Regions from separate parts of the Capra hircus genome. Here region 1 is linked to region 2. A link is a contact called in public Hi-C data. All regions are on one chromosome and are shown on one strand. Each heading gives the region's core, a stretch centred on a gene start, on an enhancer-like site or on the middle of the called end of the contact. The rest is flanking DNA. Distances are from core to core; before and after follow the strand shown. Region 1 holds the start of PIEZO2 (piezo-type mechanosensitive ion channel component 2). Region 2 overlaps NAPG (gamma-soluble NSF attachment protein).

The links. Hi-C and Micro-C count contacts between places; a contact is called where the count stands out from the background.
Region 1: a Hi-C map of blood shows a contact between it and region 2, with 7 times the contacts expected there. The contact joins the promoter of PIEZO2 here to the enhancer-like site in region 2. A contact is called at or near these places in 2 of 5 Hi-C or Micro-C datasets (blood and liver).

The regions. Positions count from the first base shown.
Region 1 is chr24:42,809,497-42,813,377 of ARS1.2, reverse strand. It overlaps PIEZO2 (piezo-type mechanosensitive ion channel component 2), which reads left to right and starts at 2,173. Exons shown (of 52, transcript XM_018039712.1): 1 at 2,173-3,022. The coding sequence starts at 2,902.
Region 2 is chr24:42,546,140-42,549,987 of ARS1.2, reverse strand. NAPG (gamma-soluble NSF attachment protein) reads right to left here. Exons shown (of 12, transcript XM_018039500.1): 12 at 3,809-3,848. Among named protein-coding and RNA genes, the nearest start is that of NAPG, 14 kb to the right of the region's middle. Within about 2 kb of position 2,512, at least 1 of the 5 cell types and tissues checked has an H3K27ac peak or open chromatin away from gene starts, as enhancers often do.

The sequences.
Region 1 (3,881 bases), core at 924-3,423, 260 kb before region 2:
ACAACTGAAACTCCTTGAATATATGTGCGGGTGGACGAAGAAGTAGAATCCAGGTCTTAAAATCTCTAAAGACCAAATGGTCAACTTGGTACACAGAGGGGCAGGATAAGCAGGAGGTGGATTAGGGAAGATTGTGCCTCTCCTAACTGGGTATCTGAGACATTGATTTGGAGGACATCTAGAGGGACGGGGGAGCCTGATGGGCTGCCCTCTATGGGGTCTCACAGAGTCGGACACGACTGAAGTGACTTAGCAGCAGCAGCAGTAGCAGACAGGTCTAGGTCCTGTCTATTGGACAGGACATAGTCAAAGCCATGGTTTTCCAGTAGTCATGTATGGATGTGAGAATTGGACCATTAAGAAGGCTGAGCACTGAAGAACTGATGCTTTTGAATTGGAGAAGACTCCTGAGAGTACCTTGGACTGTGAGGAGATCAAATCAGTCAATTCTAAAGGAAATCAACCCTGAATATTCATTGGAAGGACTGTAGTTGCTGAAGCTGAAGCTCCAATACTTTGGCCACCTGTTGAGAAGAGCTGACTCATTGGAAAAGACACTGATCCTGGGAAAGATTGAGGGCAGGAGGAGAAGGGGGCGAGAGATGGTTGGATGGCATCATCAACTCAATGGACATGAGTTTGTGAAGCCTGGTGTGCTGCAGTTCATGGGGTCGCAAAGAGTTGGACATGACTTAGTGACTGAACTACAACAAGAAAAAGACAGTGTTGGAAACCTACCAAGAACACGACGAAATATTCAGAGTAAACAGAATTCATGTGGCGACACAGTGTTACATAAAATTCAGGAGGGCTTTGTGACCTCCTAATTGGGTTCCCAAAACAAGTTGTACCAGAGAGATGGAGAGAGGGAGAGCCAGAGGACACCACCTATGAGCATCACAGTGCTAGACTTGGAAAACAGGTGCAGATTGTCATCAGGCTTCTACAAAACACAATTCCTGGGAGAGGACAATGATTTGCTTAAGTTCCTGTTGTCTTCTCTAGGCCTAGTGCAGTGTACATTGACATTCGGAGTTTTGGGTGGCAAAACTTCTTGAGGACGCTAGAATACAAGGATGGTCTAAGTTTCGGTGTGTCTTTGCAAGATCTGACTGCATCAGGCTTCATAAAAAAGTGTTGGTTCACAGTGTATTTGTCTTTCTCAGGGAATTTGTGAAGCTATTTGGGCTCAAAATGCAAGCTTACTGTATCTCTAAAGGGAGACCTTGTTGGTTATCACAGAGAACTAAGATTTGTGTAAATTTCCATCAGCAGACTTTTCCATCATCAAACACCAGTTCAAGCCCAGAAGGCTGGTGGAAGTCAAAGTCTTGCCTCTCTGCCCTCCTGATGGAAATGCCAGTTTTGAAGGGTCCTCCCTATACGTCAGATCACCTGTTTCAGGTCTCCAGGGTCCCCTCAGTGACAAAACTGCTGGATAATTGAGAAAAGAGCATCTCCCAGCTAGAACCAGGTGTCTCTAGATCTTACCTAGAGAAAGAGAAAACAGGGATTATGAGTAGAGAAGAGAAACAGTATACTCTCTTCCCAGGGGCCACGACAAGCAACAAACCCGAGGCGAAAACAAGACGTCTCCAAAATCTACTAAGTGGGCGCGCATCTGATCCCTATGTCCACTCGCAGATTTCCCAATGACTCAATGAATTTGGAAAGACCCAGGATTTCCCAGAGCCCCGTCGAAGCTGAAACTTCTCGCTCCGTTCAGAATGCGCAGGCACACTGGTCTGGACGAATCCTTCTCTTCCTCCCAGTGCGTGCAGGTGGGCACGTGCGGACCTAGCACAGTGACAGTCGCGCCAACTTCTGCTCTCCTGTCGCCTGTGCACAATTCCTGGAGCCTTAAAGGACTCCCCGGGTGGGGGGTGAGCTCAGGGCCGCGCCCTGGGGAAAGGATGGTTCCTTCAGTCTGCCAAAGGACAGGACCCAGCGACGCTGAGGGTCCGGGGAGCGAGCGCGCCAAGCCCACCGCTCGCAGGCGGGGGCTTCCCTGCCCTGGGTCCCCGCACTCGGGCCCTGCGCCGGCCTCCAGCCGTCCAGGGGCGGGACCCCGCGCCGCCCCGAGCCGCCTCCCATTGGCCGGCGCGCACGCCCGTCCGCGAGAGCGGCTTCGAAAGTTTCATTGAAGGTGGAGAAGTGCGCGCCCGCCCGGAGCCGGGGCTGCGCCGCCAGGGCGAGGCTGCACCGCGCGGGGCGGGGGCGCGCTGGCCTCCGGGCGGCGTTCGTTTTTCATTTTATTCCTTTAAGTGGAGGCCGAGGAGGAGCGAGTGGAGGCTGCCCCCTCGCGCGCCCCTCTGCCGACCCGTTAGGGAGCCCCGAGCAATCGGGAATGGTTACGCGAGTCCGGCCGCCCGCGCCCCGCTGTCTCCGGCCCGAAGCCCGGGGGCGCAAAGGCTGAACCGAAGACTGCTGAGGGAGCCACCGCGGGGCCGCTCCGGGCCAGGGCCGCTCCGGGAGCTCAGGCCGAACGAGGGCCGCGTCGTCACCTCTATTCTGAGAAGACTCCACGGAGAAGGCTCCCCGCTGCCCGTGAGGGACATCTCAGGAGCCGCCAAAAGGACAGCACGCCCTCTTCTCCCCTTTTCTCGCCGCGCCGCCTCGCGGGACCCTCTCGAAGTGCCTGGTCCCCGGCTCCGGCCTCCGGCACCCGCTGCAGAAACCTCCGGCACCGGATCGGGGAGTCCACACTGGGTGGGCCGGCCGTGAGGGGTCGGGCGCCCGACGAGGGGGCTTCCTAGGGCCTGGTGAGCGGCGGCCGGGAGAGCAGAGAGGCGCGGCCAGGAAAGCGGAGAGCGCGCCCTCGGGGCGCACGGCGCCGCGGCTCTAGCCGAGGCGATGCCCGGGCGGCTGCGAGCCGCCGGCCGCAGGAGGCCCTAGGCGGGCATGGGCTTGGCACCCCAGTCCTGGAGACCCTTTGCTCGGACTCGCGGGACCGACGCGATGGCCTCGGAAGTGGTGTGCGGGCTTGTCTTCAGGCTGCTGCTCCCCATCTGCCTGGCAGTAGGTGAGTGTTTCCCTCTCTCCGAGGGTCCAGGGGAGGGGAGGGGGCGCCTGGGGAGGGGGCGGGCTTCAGAGCAAACCCAGATCACTAGCTCGCGTGCCCGAGACCCGGTTCGGGGAGTCAGCTCCGTGCTCTGGGTGCGGAAGCCCGGCACTTTCAATTCTCGCTCTGGGGCGCACGAACGGGGTCTGCATGATCAGGGTCTTAACCGTCTAGCTTCACAGTCCGGGCGGCCAGCTCGGCCAGTGCTGGAGACGGAGCTGAGTTTAGTAACACACAGAAATTTCTGTGGAGTGCCGAGCCGTGCACAATGGATGCGAATCCGCCTGAAAGGTAGTTGTAGACCCCTTCCCAGGTTTGTACAAGAGCACCCTCCCCCAGTCCCTGGACACAGGACGCTCGGGCGCATCCAGAGGGTTTCTATGCCACCTCTGCCCCGTCCCGTGTCCCAGCCCCTGGGGGGAAGAAGGAAAGGACTCGGGTCGCGCCGGGAAGCGGTGCCCTGAAGTTGCTGGCTTTACTCACACAAAAGCCTCTACAACAAAACTGCTGGACGCAGAGGCTGCGGAAACGGAGGCCCAGCTCCGCTCCTGCGCGGTCCAGACGGATCTGTAACTGCGCTGGGACTCCGAGGTTTAAGCGAGGACAGAGGGAGCCTCCCGGATTCCCAGGCAAGGATCTCACTGTTTTTATGCGGCCGGTAGGGCGTGAAAAGCCACCGGCCTTCAGGTCTAAAGACACCCGCGGGGCGCGAGCTTGGAGTGAGAGGGGCCCAGTTTCTCCTCTAGTAGAAGTGCCACACTGAACCCCGCCAAGGTGACTCTGGGCGCCTAGCCCTCACCTGTTCCCACTGGAGCTAGAA
Region 2 (3,848 bases), core at 1,263-3,762:
TTAAGAAAAAAGGGTCCAGGTGGTGCTAATTTTCCCATATTCCAGAGCAAGGAATTGACAGAAAATGTCAAAAGCTGAAATAGTTACATGTGAAAGCATAAACAATCCAATGTATTTCAAATGTGAGATCTTTTAGAAATACATACATATCTTATTAAGAAACACATCTGTATTTCAAAAATTGTTTAGCTTTCCTTCTCTCTCACTAAATTCCATGAAGATTAAGTGTCACACTTTTATTTACAAATAGTAACTAGGAGCCTGTCCTGTAGAGAATTCATACCTGCTGGTCCCTTTCCCAGTTTGTCCAGAGGCCTGGAGTGATGGCCATGGAGGAAATGCTTGTTTCTGAAGATGAGACTGAAGGGAATTATTTTATTCTTTGTACTTTTGGGGTTGCTCGCTGTGCTTTTTTTCAGCACTGAAAATTACATAATTTTCATAAAACAGAAAATTACATAATTTCCATAAAACAAAACCCCAAGGAGGGAAGCAGAGCTCCATCCAGGGTGGAAATGCCCTCACCCTCTGTAGCCAGACTGGGCACCTGGGGGCCAGTGGGCAGCAGACATGTGGGCGTTTCAGCCCCGGGCACTGAGCCAGTCCAGAGGAAACACCAGAAGTGCACACAGTCAAGCCTCCCATCCCACCTGCCACTGGCTGGATGACACCAGCGGCTCCTCTGCTGTTTCCTGGAGGCACCACTGTTTTCTTTTGGAAGTGAGGGATCTGAGCCGTGGAATTAAAAGCTCAGCCTAGCCTCTTCGTGAACCTCCTGGACTCTGCCGCCTGGTACCCGCCAAACTGGTGTGGAAATGTCCTCCGGGTGTGATTTCTGCCTGAGTCTCCCCCACCCCATCCAACTCACCGACACCCGCCAGGCACCCAGACCAGCGCTGTCCAAGGGGCTTTCTGTGGCCAGGGACACACAGGGCCACCCAGCATCTCAGACGTGACAGTGTGATAATGAATGAAATAAATGAATTTTATTTCCTTTGTGTCCACTTTAACAGTTCCATGTGGCTACCGGGGGCAGCAGGCTTGGAGGCGGGACTGCTGCTACTCTGACATCACGAGGTGCTGGGTGGTGGGGGCAGAGGGACGGTCTTGGTTCCTGACAAGGGATAGCACCCCGTGTCCACGCTAGTGGGGACATTGCGTATTCATCCCAGTGCTGGGGCGCTACCAGCACCTACAGGCAGCTGGCTGAACTGCAATGCCAGTAACACTCCCCAATCCCCCCGAGATGTGGCAGGTGGGCCAGGTCAAAGCTGAGCGGAGACCCCGGAGGCCCAGCTGGTCCTTGTCCACCAATCAGCGTCAGGTGTGACGTGGGGCAGGAAGAGTAAGAGCAGACAGACACAACAAACAAGGTTAATAAAGCCTGTGTCTGTGAGTGCGCGCACTCATGTGTTTGTCCAATCAGCTGTTTAGACAAGTGTCGCCCATCCTGCGGCCCGTTCTGTGTCTATCAGCAGTGACCCTGCAGCTGGTCCCGGTGAGGCGGTCCTGAACCCGCTCCACAGCGCCACCTGGTGGCCTGGGAATTCGGGTGCTGAGCCCTTGAGCGGAGACCTTCCTTAACAAACCTTAATTATTATTATTAAAATCAGCATCTTTACTTCACTTCTCTGAAGGCTTATTCATATTTTCATTTTAGAGTGCAAATAAGAATACGGTAGAACATATTTGAAAAGTAGTCATTATTGTAAGGTCTATAAGTGACATATAGTAAATGAGATAAAGAATTCGATACACTCGTATTCTGAAGAGCACACAAATTCAGGTGAAAAGTGCAGGAATCATAAAGTGATGATCTGATAGACTTTTAATCTTGCATGACCTGCACAGCTCTACGACTGATTTAAAACTTTTTTAATTTTAAAAGACACTGTTCATAAGACACTGACAAAAAAATGCTCGAGGTCCTCGTAGGAAACTAGGTATTTCAGGCAGATTCACGAACCTAAGTTATTAAGCCAGAAAGGAAAGAGAGAGGGGACAGCCCACAAATAAAGGCTGTTACCTGAAAAAAAAAAAAGAAAGAAAGAAAAAAGAACAACCTGAAAGCTGAGAATTACATTTTATTCAGCCGAGTTTCTGAGGATTTCAAGTCCAGAGGCAGCTCCTCAGGCAGCTTTGAGGGTCTGCTCTGAGGAGTGAGTTGGGGAGCCAGGTTATAGCTAGCTGGGGCTGGGGAGGTGTTTGCCACAAAGACCAGGCAGTCAGAACAGCAAATGATTGCTGTTAAGAAAACCAGGGGGTGTCCCAGGTGGCTCAGTGGTAAAGGACCCGCCTGCCGTGCGGGAGCCGCAGGAGACCTGGGTTCGGTCGCTGGGTTCGATCCCTGCGTCAGGAAGATCCCCTGGAGAAGGAACTGGCAACCCACTCCAGTATTCTTGCCTGGAAAAATCCCCATGGACAGAGGAGCCTGGTGGGCTACAGTCCATGGGGTGGCAGAGTCGGACACAACTGAGTGACTCACACACACCCAGAGGACCAGACCTCTGCTTCTTTGTGTGTGGGAAGATTCGAGATCCCGGGCTCAGAGACCATCCGTCCGACGTGCACCATCTGTGCTCCCGACCCCGAGTCCCCTCAGGGCTCACACGGTCTGGGACGGGTGGGGGCGCTGTAGGGGCCGATGGCCACTTGCTTACTGCCCCTCCCACCGCAGCAGCCTTCCCGCTGTAAACTGAGTCTGGTTTCTCTTAACTCTCTGCTCCCCTCCCACTCTGTGTCCATCCCCGCCCCCAAGAGGACCACCCCCCAACCCCCCCCAGCTCAGTGAGAAGCTAGATCAGCACCTGCAGGAGAAACGCGGTTTTCTCGGCAGTGGCAGGCCAGAGCCGAGAGGCTGGCTGGCACTGGGGCGTCGGAGCAGAAGGATCAACTTCGGCCCCCATCCGTGAACCCAGAACTAGACCCCAGACCCCGGGGGAGCTGCCCCAGGACGGAGGGGGCGGCGGTAGGTCGCAAGCCCAAACAGGAGAACTGCTGCTGCAGGAGGCTCTGTTCACACCTGAGCCCAGGTGTGCGCGCAGCCCCGTGGTGGGGTCTTCGTGGCGGCACAGGGCCAGCGTCCAGAGGTGCCTGTGCTCTGAACGGCATCCCTGGGTCACCCAGAATTCTTTAAGAGTTTCATCTTTGTGTTTTGTAATCGAAGTGGAAGTGTGATGGGGCCCAGGCGGAGGCATTGGGCCTCGGAGCCTCGGCTCTGAGGGGCCCCACCTCCCAATCTCCCCTGGACTTTCCCTGCCCTGCTCACTCACCTGTGGCTACCCCCGCCCCCGAGGTGTCCTGCAGGATCTCGCCCCAACTTCCGTCCTGGGGCCAAATCCTCCCACCGACCCCCACCCTCAGGAGGGCAGGGCGCTCATTACATAGGGGTCTTCCACAGTCCGCACTCCGGAAACGTCTGAGTGATGTCATGTGAATCCGCAGGTAACCAGGGTGCACAACAGGTATTAAATGCCAACCTTGTCACTTTGGCTTCCTTACCTCCTCACTTAATGAAACAACTACTCTCCTGATATACTGAAGTGTGCTGAAGGCTCCCACCTCCCCGAGGCCAGAGAGCACGGTCTGACAGTCACTGGTGACAGGCACCCTGAAAAGCTCCCCGAGGTCACAGTAACCCCCAGGTGGGGCCTCAGGACCCCCAAGAGCACGACTTACCAGAACAAACACTGCTGTCTAGCAATGTGCTGTCTGGCACAGCTGGGCGCCTGGCAGTAGCTGACAATGTATCTTTGGAAAAAGGAAACAAGTCAAGCATAAAATATAATAAAAAGAATAATCACACCTGCATGGTTTCACATTTTATTTTTGTAATTATCTTCCCATAG